2 separate regions of the Mus musculus genome follow, and region 2 is linked to region 1. Evidence: chromatin contacts called from public Micro-C data. All regions are on one chromosome and are shown on one strand. The core of a region is the stretch at or near the end of the contact, and the rest is flanking DNA. Distances in the headings are between cores, read along the strand shown. Region 1 overlaps Gm32742. Region 2 holds the start of Pou2af1 (POU domain, class 2, associating factor 1).

What was found. Hi-C and Micro-C count contacts between places; a contact is called where the count stands out from the background.
Region 2: a contact with region 1 is called in a Micro-C map of B cells, with 9 times the contacts expected there. The contact joins the promoter of Pou2af1 here to the enhancer-like site in region 1. A contact is called at or near these places in 5 of 39 promoter capture datasets (the 3T3-L1 cell line, the C10 cell line, macrophages and 1 more), 2 of 15 datasets of contacts at CTCF or cohesin (large pre-B cells and pro-B cells), 20 of 484 Hi-C or Micro-C datasets (the 63-12 cell line, B cells, the THB-7 cell line and 12 more), 6 of 115 datasets of contacts at active chromatin or transcription factors (the 230-238 cell line, the SCID.adh cell line, Th17 cells and 3 more) and 2 of 9 other capture datasets (adipose tissue and liver).

Annotation. Positions count from the first base shown.
Region 1 is chr9:51,158,002-51,163,276 of GRCm38.p6, forward strand. Gm32742 reads right to left here. Exons shown (of 31, transcript XM_017313740.1): 2 at 2,264-2,306; 3 at 1,824-2,041; 4 at 1,069-1,230; 5 at 92-274. The coding sequence starts at 1,982. Among named protein-coding and RNA genes, the nearest start is that of Gm32742, 8.2 kb to the right of the region's middle. Within about 2 kb of position 3,955, at least 5 of the 459 cell types and tissues checked have an H3K27ac peak or open chromatin away from gene starts, as enhancers often do. A contact at or near this core is called in the 63-12 cell line, B cells and the SCID.adh cell line, where this site is marked.
Region 2 is chr9:51,209,231-51,215,156 of GRCm38.p6, forward strand. It overlaps Pou2af1 (POU domain, class 2, associating factor 1), which reads left to right and starts at 4,460. Exons shown (of 5, transcript NM_011136.2): 1 at 4,460-4,571. The coding sequence starts at 4,556.

The DNA of each region.
Region 1 (5,275 bases), core at 2,705-5,204:
TGTCCATACACAGTCACCCCACACGGTCTATCTTTGAGGGCAGTTAGTCACACTACGGCTTAATGTAGGCTTGGCCTTCAGAACACCATACCTGGCTTCCAGTGCCTTCAGGGATGAAGATCTGTGGGACGCCCTGAGCACAGCTGAGCTGCAGGATATGTCTCTGTTCTCCTGAGCAGAGGGGTCCACACGTTCCACTCGACTGCTGTCCCCAGCACAAGCAGAGTCCCAGGCTCGGGTCATAGCCACGAGCATCTCCCGGCGTGGGACACACCTGAGCAGAGATTCTGACTGCTCAGGGATACTTCTCTGGAAGAGGGACTCCTTACTAATCTTCAGGTTTTCTTATGGGAACTATGTCAGACTTCAAAGTACAGCCCTCTGTGTTTCCAGGGAGGGCCTGCCTGGTAGAACAACCCAGACTGGACTTGGAATAGTAGAAAGGAGATGCAGGAGGAAAGAGTGTGTTGTGGATTTGGTCTAATGCTGCTTATATTATGTTAATTTGGTTCTCCAAATTGCATGAGAATCTGCACATGTGCACATAAGACACTGAGGGACCCTGCCCCCAGGTAGTTTTGATTGGTAAATAAAGTTGCCAGCAGCCAATGGCTGGGCAGAGAGACGGACGTGGGACTTGAGGATCCCAGGCAAGGGACTAAGGAAGGAGCAGGAAGGGAGATAGCTGCCATGTTAGGAAATGAGTAGAAGCCATGCCTGAGGTGTAGCAGACAGTGAACATGGCTGCATGTAGGTGCTGGGGAACTAAGTCCAAGAGGGCTGCAGGTCTGGGTTTAGGGCAGCCAAGATGGAGTATAGGTTTTAAAAGTAAGTAGTAACTCACGATTATCAGAGGTGAGCGTGTTAACCATGTGGAGGTTTGGAAGTGGCCCAACCATTAAGCTGTTTAAGGCATATGAAAATATAAGGGTGTGTGTGTGTGTTTCATTTGAGAACCCAGAATGTTGGGACAGGTATCGAGGAGTGCAGCTGTCACCACCACCACCAGGGTTGATTTGAGTAGCTATATTTGGGTACAGCAACAAGGGTCTCTGAGCACCCTCCTACCTCCTGGGCACAGTGGTCACTCCATTGTTCTTTGGTCAGACATTTCCCCTCCTGGTTCCAAGTGGCTCCGTCTTTGCAGTCGTGGTGTTCCCTCTGGACACAGCCCACTGGGTCACCAATGTCTTCATAGCCAGGGAGGCAAGGGCACTGGCCATCGCTGGGCTGGAAGTAAGGATGTGTGGGAGGAGGCCCATCTCAGGCTGGCTGGTTAATAGCCTTTAGGTGTGAACATTTCTGAGATGTACCAGGAGAGAGGGCAGGAGAGGTGAAGTGAGCAGACAGGGTTGGAGTGGCACAGGGGCATGGTTGCTGTGGTTACTGGTATACTATCATTTTAGTTAAGAGGACAGGAGAATTTCAGTTAACAGAAGGGCTTACAAGCACATTTGCTGGCTTACAGGAAAAATTCAGGTTAGAAGGGCCTGGGTGGAAGTGTGTTTTGAGGGATCACTCTATATAATGACATTTCCTTCCAGAAAGTTAACTATATTTAGCAAAGTAACTAACTATCCAACTAACTATCCCCACAGAGAAACCAGTTAAATCTGAATTTCAGGTGTATGAATACTTTTGATTAGTCCCATAAGACACTAAAACACTATCCAGTATTTACCTGAAATTCACATTTAACTGTACCTTACAACCTTACTCCCAAGCCTACATTGGTCAGGTTACACCTGAGCTAAACTTGACTGGGAACCGAAACAGCCCTGGAAATGCAGCCCGCCCTTGGGTCCCACTGCAGGAGGGCATACCTGGAATCTACGTCCAGGTCTCTGACAGACACAGGTGTCCTTGCCCTCCTCTGGCTGGGTGGCCTCAGAGCCGCACGGGAAACATGCATTCTGGCCGTGCCAGGGGTTGAAGAACTCCGAAGGGCAGAGGTGGCAGGAAGGGGTGGTATGGGGACCCATTCCAGAGAGGAAAGTTCCAGGGGGACAAGGGGCAGGTGTCGGCACAGAGCAGGGCCTACCTATGGGGTGGGGTGGGGGGGTGACAGAAAGGGTTAACACCCAAGAGCTGGTCCCTGTGATTTCCCAGGGCTCCTCTTCCCCGACATTAGTCATTAGCTCTCCTCACAGCTCTCCCCTCTCCTCAATTTTACTCCCAAACTTCTTTGTACAAATTTAATTTAAGCCTCTACCCTCTGGGCATCCTGGTGGGTCCGGCTCTCCTTTTGCACAGGCAATCTCACCTTGGCAGGCCAGAGGATGCTCTATGACCAGGCATGTGGGTCTCTGGAGGATGAAGCAGAAGGCAGCTATGAGGACCGGTACCTCTGGGAGGTTACCAAAGAAGAGACCCTTCATCTTCTGGGCAGGGGTAACAGCAGCAGAGAGCAAAGCAGATGTGGAGGTGGGTGAGGTGAGGCACCAAGGAAGGTATCAGGCAGAGGTGGAGAGATAGGGGAGGCAAAGTGATGGACAGGGTGACAGGCATGAGGAGACAAGATAATGGTGTTCAACAGAGGCAGAGTGATCTGGGCTCTGGAAGGACAGCTTCTGCCTGGTGGCAGCGATAGCTGTCAGTCACTGAATAAGTCATGAGGATGAAATCTGAGATATGGGTCCTCTGGGCAGCCTTGGCCCAGACCATGCAACTCCATGGCTCCTTTTCTCTTCTCCTCTACCTTTCCTCCCGAGCAGCATGAGCCAGCAAGCTTAGCATTGGGCAGAGTGAAGCCAAGGGTTGTTCCAGCATTTTCCTTTCACAAGGCCAAATAGTCAGACTCCTTTAAGCATTCTGGGTGCAAACCCCATGAGAGATAAGGTAGAGAGATTACAGTTTTTGTCTCTGCTACAGGACACACAATACAACACACACTCACAAACCCTTAGGGAGCCATCTAGCTCTTCCCCCTCATTTATAGTGAAAAAGTCGGAGCCCCATTCTGGACTGAAATTCAGTTTTAACAGATGGGTGACGCCGTTCAAGTGCTCCTAGACCATGCATACAAGAAGTCACTGGAAACTGCAAAGCAGCCAGAGTCCCTGGTGCAACCAGGTGATTCCCCAGAGAAGATGAGCAGTGGATGCGGCTGAGAAAAGCAGGCTCTCAAAATGGAATAATCCATTGCTTTATTGCTTATAAAAAGTGATAGTGGGTAATACTGCCCAGCTTTCTTTATGGCTGCTGTGAAAAATCACTGATGCCCACAAGACCAGAAGTATCGTGAAGAGCGTAAACCCAGATCAGGTTCAGTGCTCTGTGTGATGGATGGTTGCTTAGAAGCCTTCAGAAAAATTCAATATATCACATTGCAGTGAGGCCTAATTTAAAAGAGAGGGAGGGGGAGGAAGATGAAGAAGAGGAAGAGGAGGAGGAGAAGGAAGAGGAGGAGGAGGAAGCAGAAATGGATTTTGATTTGCCCTGTGTTATTCATCAATGTTCCCTTCAAGTAACTTACAATTGATTGCTTTTAAGAAGAGATCACCCACTTGACACCCAGACAAGTGACCCCAGTTCAAGGGAATTCCATTCACTTAACCAGTTTTGGTCTTTTGATCTATCATTATTTCGACCTATTATCTATTTTCTAGGCTCCTTTCTGGGTGTGGTGATACTTAAAAGGATGTCCTAGAAGCTCAGAAGGATCGATCGCTGGATGCTATTTTGCAGTCAGGGCTGGAAAGAGAATTACGAGGTGTAGAAGTAAAGGCTCCTTGTAGAGACTCTTTTGAGGGGGAAATTTAGATTTAAGTGCTCACTGTCCTCCAGGCTGATAGCTTCCTGTAGGGCCACTGCTTTGCAGAGTCCCTCAGCCTGTGAGAGACCCTTGATAGGCACCTGACTCTTTTCAGCTATTTTGTTGCTGAGCCGTTCGCCCTGCCTGCTTTTTGTCTTGCCAGTAGGTGGCACTGTGAGCTTGCAGGAATTGGTGAGCTGGCATGGACCAAGCAGTGGGGTGTAGGTATCTGCTAGAATGAGGGAGGAGAGAAAATGCTGTTAGCAGGTGTGTGTGTGTGTGTGTGTGTGTGTGTGTGTGTGTGTGTGTGTGTGTGTGTGTGTATGTCTTTTTAAAGTTTAAGCAGACACTCTTTTGAACGCATTTAAATATAGTCACACTAACCGGCCTTGGGTTTTACTCCACATTAGCCCAGCACCATTTTGCAGGCTCACCTATGTCACATAGTCCTTCTCTGGCATGAAGCTCCTAAGGGGGCTTAGTGCTGGGCCTTGTCTTTTTGTTCAAGTTGTCTGATAGCTGGTCACTGCCAGGCCTACTGTATCTCCCCTGGTTCCAACTATCACTTCTGTCTGTCCATCTGTTTGTTTGATTTTTGAGACAGGGTTTCTCTGTGTGACCCTGGCTTCCTGGAACTCACTCTGCAGACCAGGCAGGCCTGGAACTCAGAGATCCGCCTGACTCTGCCTCTTGAGTGCCGGGATTCAAGTCCTGCACCACCTTTAAGTGCCTGGCTTCCAACTGTCATTTCTGCCATTTCCTAACACTACCAGTTCCCAGGTTTCTGTTGGTGTCCTGGGTTGTCTCACTCAGCTTTGATTTTCTGTGGGTCTAACTACAAAGTTAAGTTTTTCCTGGAATATGACAGTAAGTATGTATTTTAATAAGCTTAGTTTCTAAAGAACAATTTCAGATTTGCAGAACCTCTTAGAGTTCCCGTGTGTCCCACTCCTAGTAATTATAGATACCGGGTGAGTACTTTAGCTAATGGCCATACTATGTTCACACTGCCTTGTCTATTCCAGGGTCAAACATTGTACTTAGTCATGTCCCTGCCTCCCTTTAACTGGGAAAGTTTCTCGAGAGTCTCTTTACTTTTGGCAATCTACATACACAAGTGCTCTGTAAAACAGGCCTTAGCTGGGTGGGATTCACTAGAAATCTCTATCGTCATTGGTCTGGAGTGTTTTTTATCTTTTAGAACACCACACCAATAAAGTGATGTTTTCTTTATAATGGAACAAAGACAAATGCTCTGAACATGGCATGACAGCACTTACGTTGCCCTTGGTCATCTGACTGTTAGGTTTTCTCCACTGTAATTCCTCCCTTGCCATACTGCACTTGTTGGCTAGAGAGTTCATTTGACCCACTCCACAGTCTCTCTCTCTCTCTCTCTCTCTCTCTCTCTCTCTCGTGCTCATATGCACTTTCTTACCTCTTTTGGCATCACAAGATCTCAAGCTCTTCTTGTCTCTTTCCTGCCGTAGCTGTTCATTCAATCAGCCATTTCCCCAGGGA
Region 2 (5,926 bases), core at 3,210-5,709, 52 kb after region 1:
AAGTGGGTTTAGATAGCTCTCTCAGTGTGGAAGGGAATGGAGGGGATTCCTCAGAGACAGCGGTTAAGTTTAGTATTTTATTTGTGGATTTACCCATTTTGTCTTGGAGTCCATTACCCTAGCTTGGACTTAGGTAATGTCACATATTTTAAAATGTGATATTATTCTATTTCTCTTAAATAAGCAGCAGTTATTATCTGTGGAGTCTCAGAAACTCTATTGTGTATCTCCCAAGAAAACATATAGCAGTTAGCATTTTCTATGAGAAATTCATGGACTCTCTTTAAAATTATCCTGGTCTACCTACCTCTGTACCCACCTCCAAGGTCAACAAATCTCTTTCTTTAAATCTGATTTTGACAAATTTCCGGCCACATACATAATCTTTAGTCTGCTAATATTTACATTGGTGACAAATCTTGTATTAAAAAGTCATTTGAATTTTCTGTCTATCCAGCAAGAATTTCCTGGTTATATGATATTGATAATTTCTATTTTGCTTATCATTATATTTCTAAGGTGTGACTATGTGGTATAGTTTATATAGTTCTTGTGCTCAATATTTGTTTCAGAAAATTATAGATAAAAAGTTTGGGAATGAATCTCATACAATAGAACAAATTGTTATTGGAAAGAATTTGTATTTCTCCATTATATATAACATTATTCCATCTCTTATTAAGTTAAGGAAGTTTGCCTCTAGTTTAATTTCCTAAGAATTATTTTTAAAATTGTAAGACTACATTAGACCTTATAAATTTTACTTTATGCATTAAGATAATTTTATAATTTTTCTTTTATGATTCATCAGTGTGGTGAGTTACTGTGGTAAGCCATCTAAGAGGAAACTGTTCTTGCATCCCTGAGGTAAAGCCTACACATTGTGATATATGACCCTCATTCTATCGTGATTTATTATTATTTCTAAATACACTATAGAATCATGCAAAATAATACTTAGGATTTTTGAATCTATGCTTAGAAGTTAAATGTCCTATAGTCTTCTTAAACTGATAACATCTAGTTTCAGAATCCAGTTTATAATAATTTTTATTTGAAAACTTCCCGTCAGTCTTCTTTGCTCATGACTATGGTGTTATATTGTTAGATCTTAGAAATATTCAAATTAATCTAGAATTTTTTTTCTAATTAGTGAACTTAGTATTTTCACATTCATTACAGCTTCTGTACTATTAGCATGTACCATTTCTATTTTCTATACTTTAAAAATATTATTTTCTTATTCTCCATAGAGATGTCCAAATTTATCTGGCTTAGAGATAAAATATCTATTTCTGTTTTCATATTAAGAATGAAGGTGGTGCTCTGCTTTAAGGTTGAACTGAGGTTTCTTTTCTGCACCGGGTTATTACATTTATCTATCGTCTTTTTTGAGTTGACTATTCCTCATATCAAAATCCCCAATCTGAAATGTCCACAGATCACAAAATTTTTAAATGTTGATGATACCGCAAGTGGGAGGTGTCATTCCTGAGCTCATGTGACAGACTTAGGACCAGTACAGATACACTAAAAATATTGCCTAAAATTGCCTTCAGGGTCTGTGTAAGATGTAGAACGTGCATAAGGGAACCTGGATTTCATTATCAAGATAGTTTGTTATATATGCCAGTGTTCTAAGATCTGAAAAGAATCTGAGATTTACAGTGCTTTTGGTCCCACACATCTGAGAGAAGATTGCCTGGACCTCTGTGTTCCTCTTTTTACAATAGTAGCAACAGTGCAATTAAGTGCCCTCTGGAGTTCCCCTAGGACCACACAAAACGTTATTACATACAAAGTGTGATTAATATAAATTATATTTTTTGAACTTGTGCAAGTGTGCCGATAGTTTGTTCTGGAGGAATTTTCTTTTCCCAGGTTTAAGAAAATCCCCGTAATAAACTTGATCCCCGTGTGTGACAGACATCCTCTAGTGTTTCCTGTGACATCCTCCCAGGAGCACTTTCCGTTCAAATACTTCCTCCAAGAGCAATGCTCATGTGGGGCTTTGTAGGCCCTGTGATATTTTTGTTATACTACAATATTTGAATGACAGTTGGGCTTGCTTTAAAGCGACAGGTTCAGGGTGCAGGAGACGTCAGTTCCTACCAATGCTCTGCTGCTCACTGGCTGTGTTCCCTTAATACATGACAGGTTCATGTTAATATTTTACAAATATTTCCTCGCTGTCTGAATCTATAATATCACTGTGAGGCAGAACACTGCCACAGCAAGTCGCTATTTTGATTGCTTTGTGGAGCTCATTATGCTGGGTCTGTGGCGAGACAAATAAAAAAATAAATCTTAATTCATGGTGTTAGAATAAGACAACCAAAATGTGAGCAATGCTATAGGAAGGGCCTCTGTTTCTCCTGAGGACTCTGCGACATCTGGAGAACCAGTTCATTTCATAAACTCAGAAACCGAGATGAGAATAGTTGCATGGAATATTTGAGGGAACACAGCCAGTGATCGGGAGAGCACTGGTGGGAACTCACACCCCCTGCAGGCAAGCCAGTCCCGGTGGGAGGACACTTCCCAGTAAAGCCCGAGGCTCTGTGACACTGCCACCTGCTCTGCTAGTCCAGGTTGTGGTATGTCGTCCCTGCAGCAGGTCAGCAAGTCCCTTCCTTCATCATGGTGATCTAGGATGGTTTGGAGTGAGGGCTGATAATCTATCTAGGAGTGAGGCTTCTCTGTTGGATTATTGTGTTGTGTGACCAGTGTTTCTCCTCAAGACCTCTCCTCAAGCAGACCATCTATTAGAGGTGTAATTTATAACTTGATTAGGTGAAGTTTTACTGGGGGTTTAGCATACTCTCTGTCTTACATAGGCACAAAGATAAAGCCTCCATGAGGTGCCTACAGCGTCATGTGGCAGTTACACATGATGTAAACAACGGGCATAATGCCCTAGGAACAGAGAGAAGGGGACTGATCATTTCTAGGCCAGGAAGTTCAGGGGGTGAGTCACAAAATTGTTTTGCCTGCCATGGCGTTATTGGTAGGACCTTGATGAAAGAAATGGGGTTGGGTTTCTCTTCAGATGGGGAAGACAGGGAGAGAGTACCAGCAGGTGAGGCCAATAAGTTAAAAAAAAAAAACGTCCGGGCGTGGTGGCACATGCCTTTAATCCCAGCACTCGGGAGGCAGAGACAGGTGGATTTCTGAGTTCGAGGCCAGCCTGGTCTACAGAGTGAGTTCCAGGACAGCCAGGGCTACACAGAGAAACCCTGTTTCGGAACCAAAAAAAAAAAAAAAAAAAAAAAAAGAGCTTGCAACTGGCTCACTGTGAAAGGCTTTAGTGTCTCAGCTCTGTGGCTAAAGGGTGGTACTGGAGTGTGAACCTCAGGCTTACCCATTCCAGTCAAGTGCTACCTTACTGAGCTGTAGTCCTTTAGGGCAAGGCTTTTAACACTGGAGAATGAAGGATCAGACCCAGAATGCATTAGATCACTCTGAGGCACCATGGAAGGCAAACCAGCAAGGACTCTGGACTACCCCGGGGGTATAACCATATGATCTTGACCTGAGAGTAACTGGGTCACTGGAATGGAGCCTATGAGTCTGTTTCAGACACACAGTGGCAGAATGTAGCCCCATACTGTATGTACTGCGGATGGGGAATCCATTACTCTTTCTTTGAGAGGCTTTCCATTAGCCGTGTTGGGGTCCTAGGATTATGATAAGCTGGTACTCCTAAATCCATTAAGTCACCTTTGGGAAATCAGCTTCAGTTAAGAAGCCTGAGTGTCTCTGTTTCTTCTTTGAGCGAGTCGGTTCCCCCTTTCTGTGTACATAACCAACCGTCTGAAACAGGGACCCCTATATTTAAACAATATTACATGCCGCCATTTTGCCAGGGACTGGGGCCAGGGGAGGAGCCGTTACATTTTAAAGTGGAATAAACAGAAAAGCAACACCGAGAACGAGGAGGCTGGTTAGTGAGGCTTGAAGAGAGGGCAGGTGTTTCCTCCCATGGTGAGAATAGTGACCCCTGGGAATCGCATTTCCCGTCGAGCTGGGACCAATGGTAAGGTCAGTCCTGTAAATGGCCTGATAGTGTGGAACTGTATGTGAGTGCCAGAGAAAGCTCGGTGTTGTCTGTATTATCCTTTGGACCCCTCATCGCTCAAGGAGCGCTGATCCTTGACCTCATGGTCCACCCTTTTGCGTTCATACAGACTCTCATGCTCCTCCTATGTGGCATAACACCGTGGCTGTGTGCAAATGGCCTTGGCCTCCTGTGCTGTATGGTGGTTAGTCCCAATTGGCTGGCCCTGTGTCTCAAGCACTCTCCAGCCAGTGGGGGCCTTGGGGGTGCACACAGTGGGTTGACAGGCGGTGTTGCTGAAGAAAAAAAAGTACAGCTCTGCCTGAGGTAGGAGGATGTGATGACGTGGCCCCTCTCAGCGGGAACTCGGGCCTTTAAAAAGCTGAAGAAACAGCCTCAGAGTAAACGGTGGTTCCACGGGAGGAAAGCACGCCCAGTCACATTAAAGAAGCCAAACTGTCTGCTTCAAAGAGAAAAGGCAACATCCTGTCACAAGCCATGCTCTGGCAAAAATGTAAGTGCTTTGCTTGTGGCTGTCAGAGCCAAGTAAGCAGAGGCAGGGTCCAGGAATAGAGAGCTACTGTTGGTGATGGGAGCACCCAGTCTCGTCAGGGCCTCGGGGGCATGGAGGGCTGAGGTGGGTGAGATGGAGCCTGTTGGAGATGATGCTCATTTTCCAACCTGGGGGAATGAACCAGTGTCCCAAGGTGGGGACAGCTCATTGCATCTCCGATTCTGTGCATGAATCACTGAGGTGACAGAAGGGCAGATTATGATTCATGAGACGGAAACCACATATGATATGGGTTAGGAGCCGTTCTTCACGTGAGGACCTTTCCTTTCATGGACCCCAGTTCTGCAGGTTGTTATTGAGTTTTGTTGGCCCACTTCTAGCTGAATTCTGCCAGAGTTGGTTCCCTCCTGTAGATGTGTAGGGATGGGGTGGAAACTCAGTCTTATGAAACCTCTCTCTCTCTCTCTCTCTCTCTCTCTCTCTCTCTCTCCTCTTTTCACTTTCTTCCTTATTCTGTGGCAATGGTTGGTTTTGTGTTCCACTGCAAAAAAAAAACTGTTTATCTTTGACCTTGATTTTTAATCCCTGGACTTGAATGGAACAAACCATGAACTGTATTTTCCATTCTGTGGATTGAAAAAAATCTTGTGTTATCGATAACGGAGGCTATATAGACATTCTTTACAACATTCCTTTCACGAGGCAAATAAAGTCAACTCAAGAGTCTTGCAAAAGGGGAACCTTATTAAGGCTCAGGACTGTACTTCCTCAAGCAAAGAGCTATAATTTCCCTATCTTTCTTTGTAAGATGTTTAATTCCATAAAACATCTTTTATTGGTTTAGGCATAGCATTCCTCAATCAAATTTATGTGATAATCCAGATTAGAAGAAAAAGAAATCGTGGTTTTACTTATAAAAAGTAATCTGACAATAGTGTTCCATTGATTAGAGTGTGACATAGTCCCCTTATCACCCACCTATTCCCAAATTCTTTGAAATTGACTCTTTTCATCTGTGACTCAGAGAAGCAATCCCAACGTGCCTCAGTTTACTAACCCCATTGTTGATATGGGCAAGACTTTTTTGTTTAAATAAAAATAAATGAACTTTGATTTGGACTTGAGATTTCTGACCACAGATTCTAGTTTGGGTAGCTTAGAACTCATCCAAAAAGGTGACCAGAGCAAAACCTTATCTTTCTGGAAGCGGAGTGGCAGCCAACACCATTGTAAATACTATGAGATTGTAGGAACATGGATTTTAATGTCCTTCAAAGTGCCAATATGCCCTCTTGCTTCAAGTGAAATCACTTGAGTTTTGTGTGAGCTGCTTTTAGTTTTTAAACTCTTAGAGT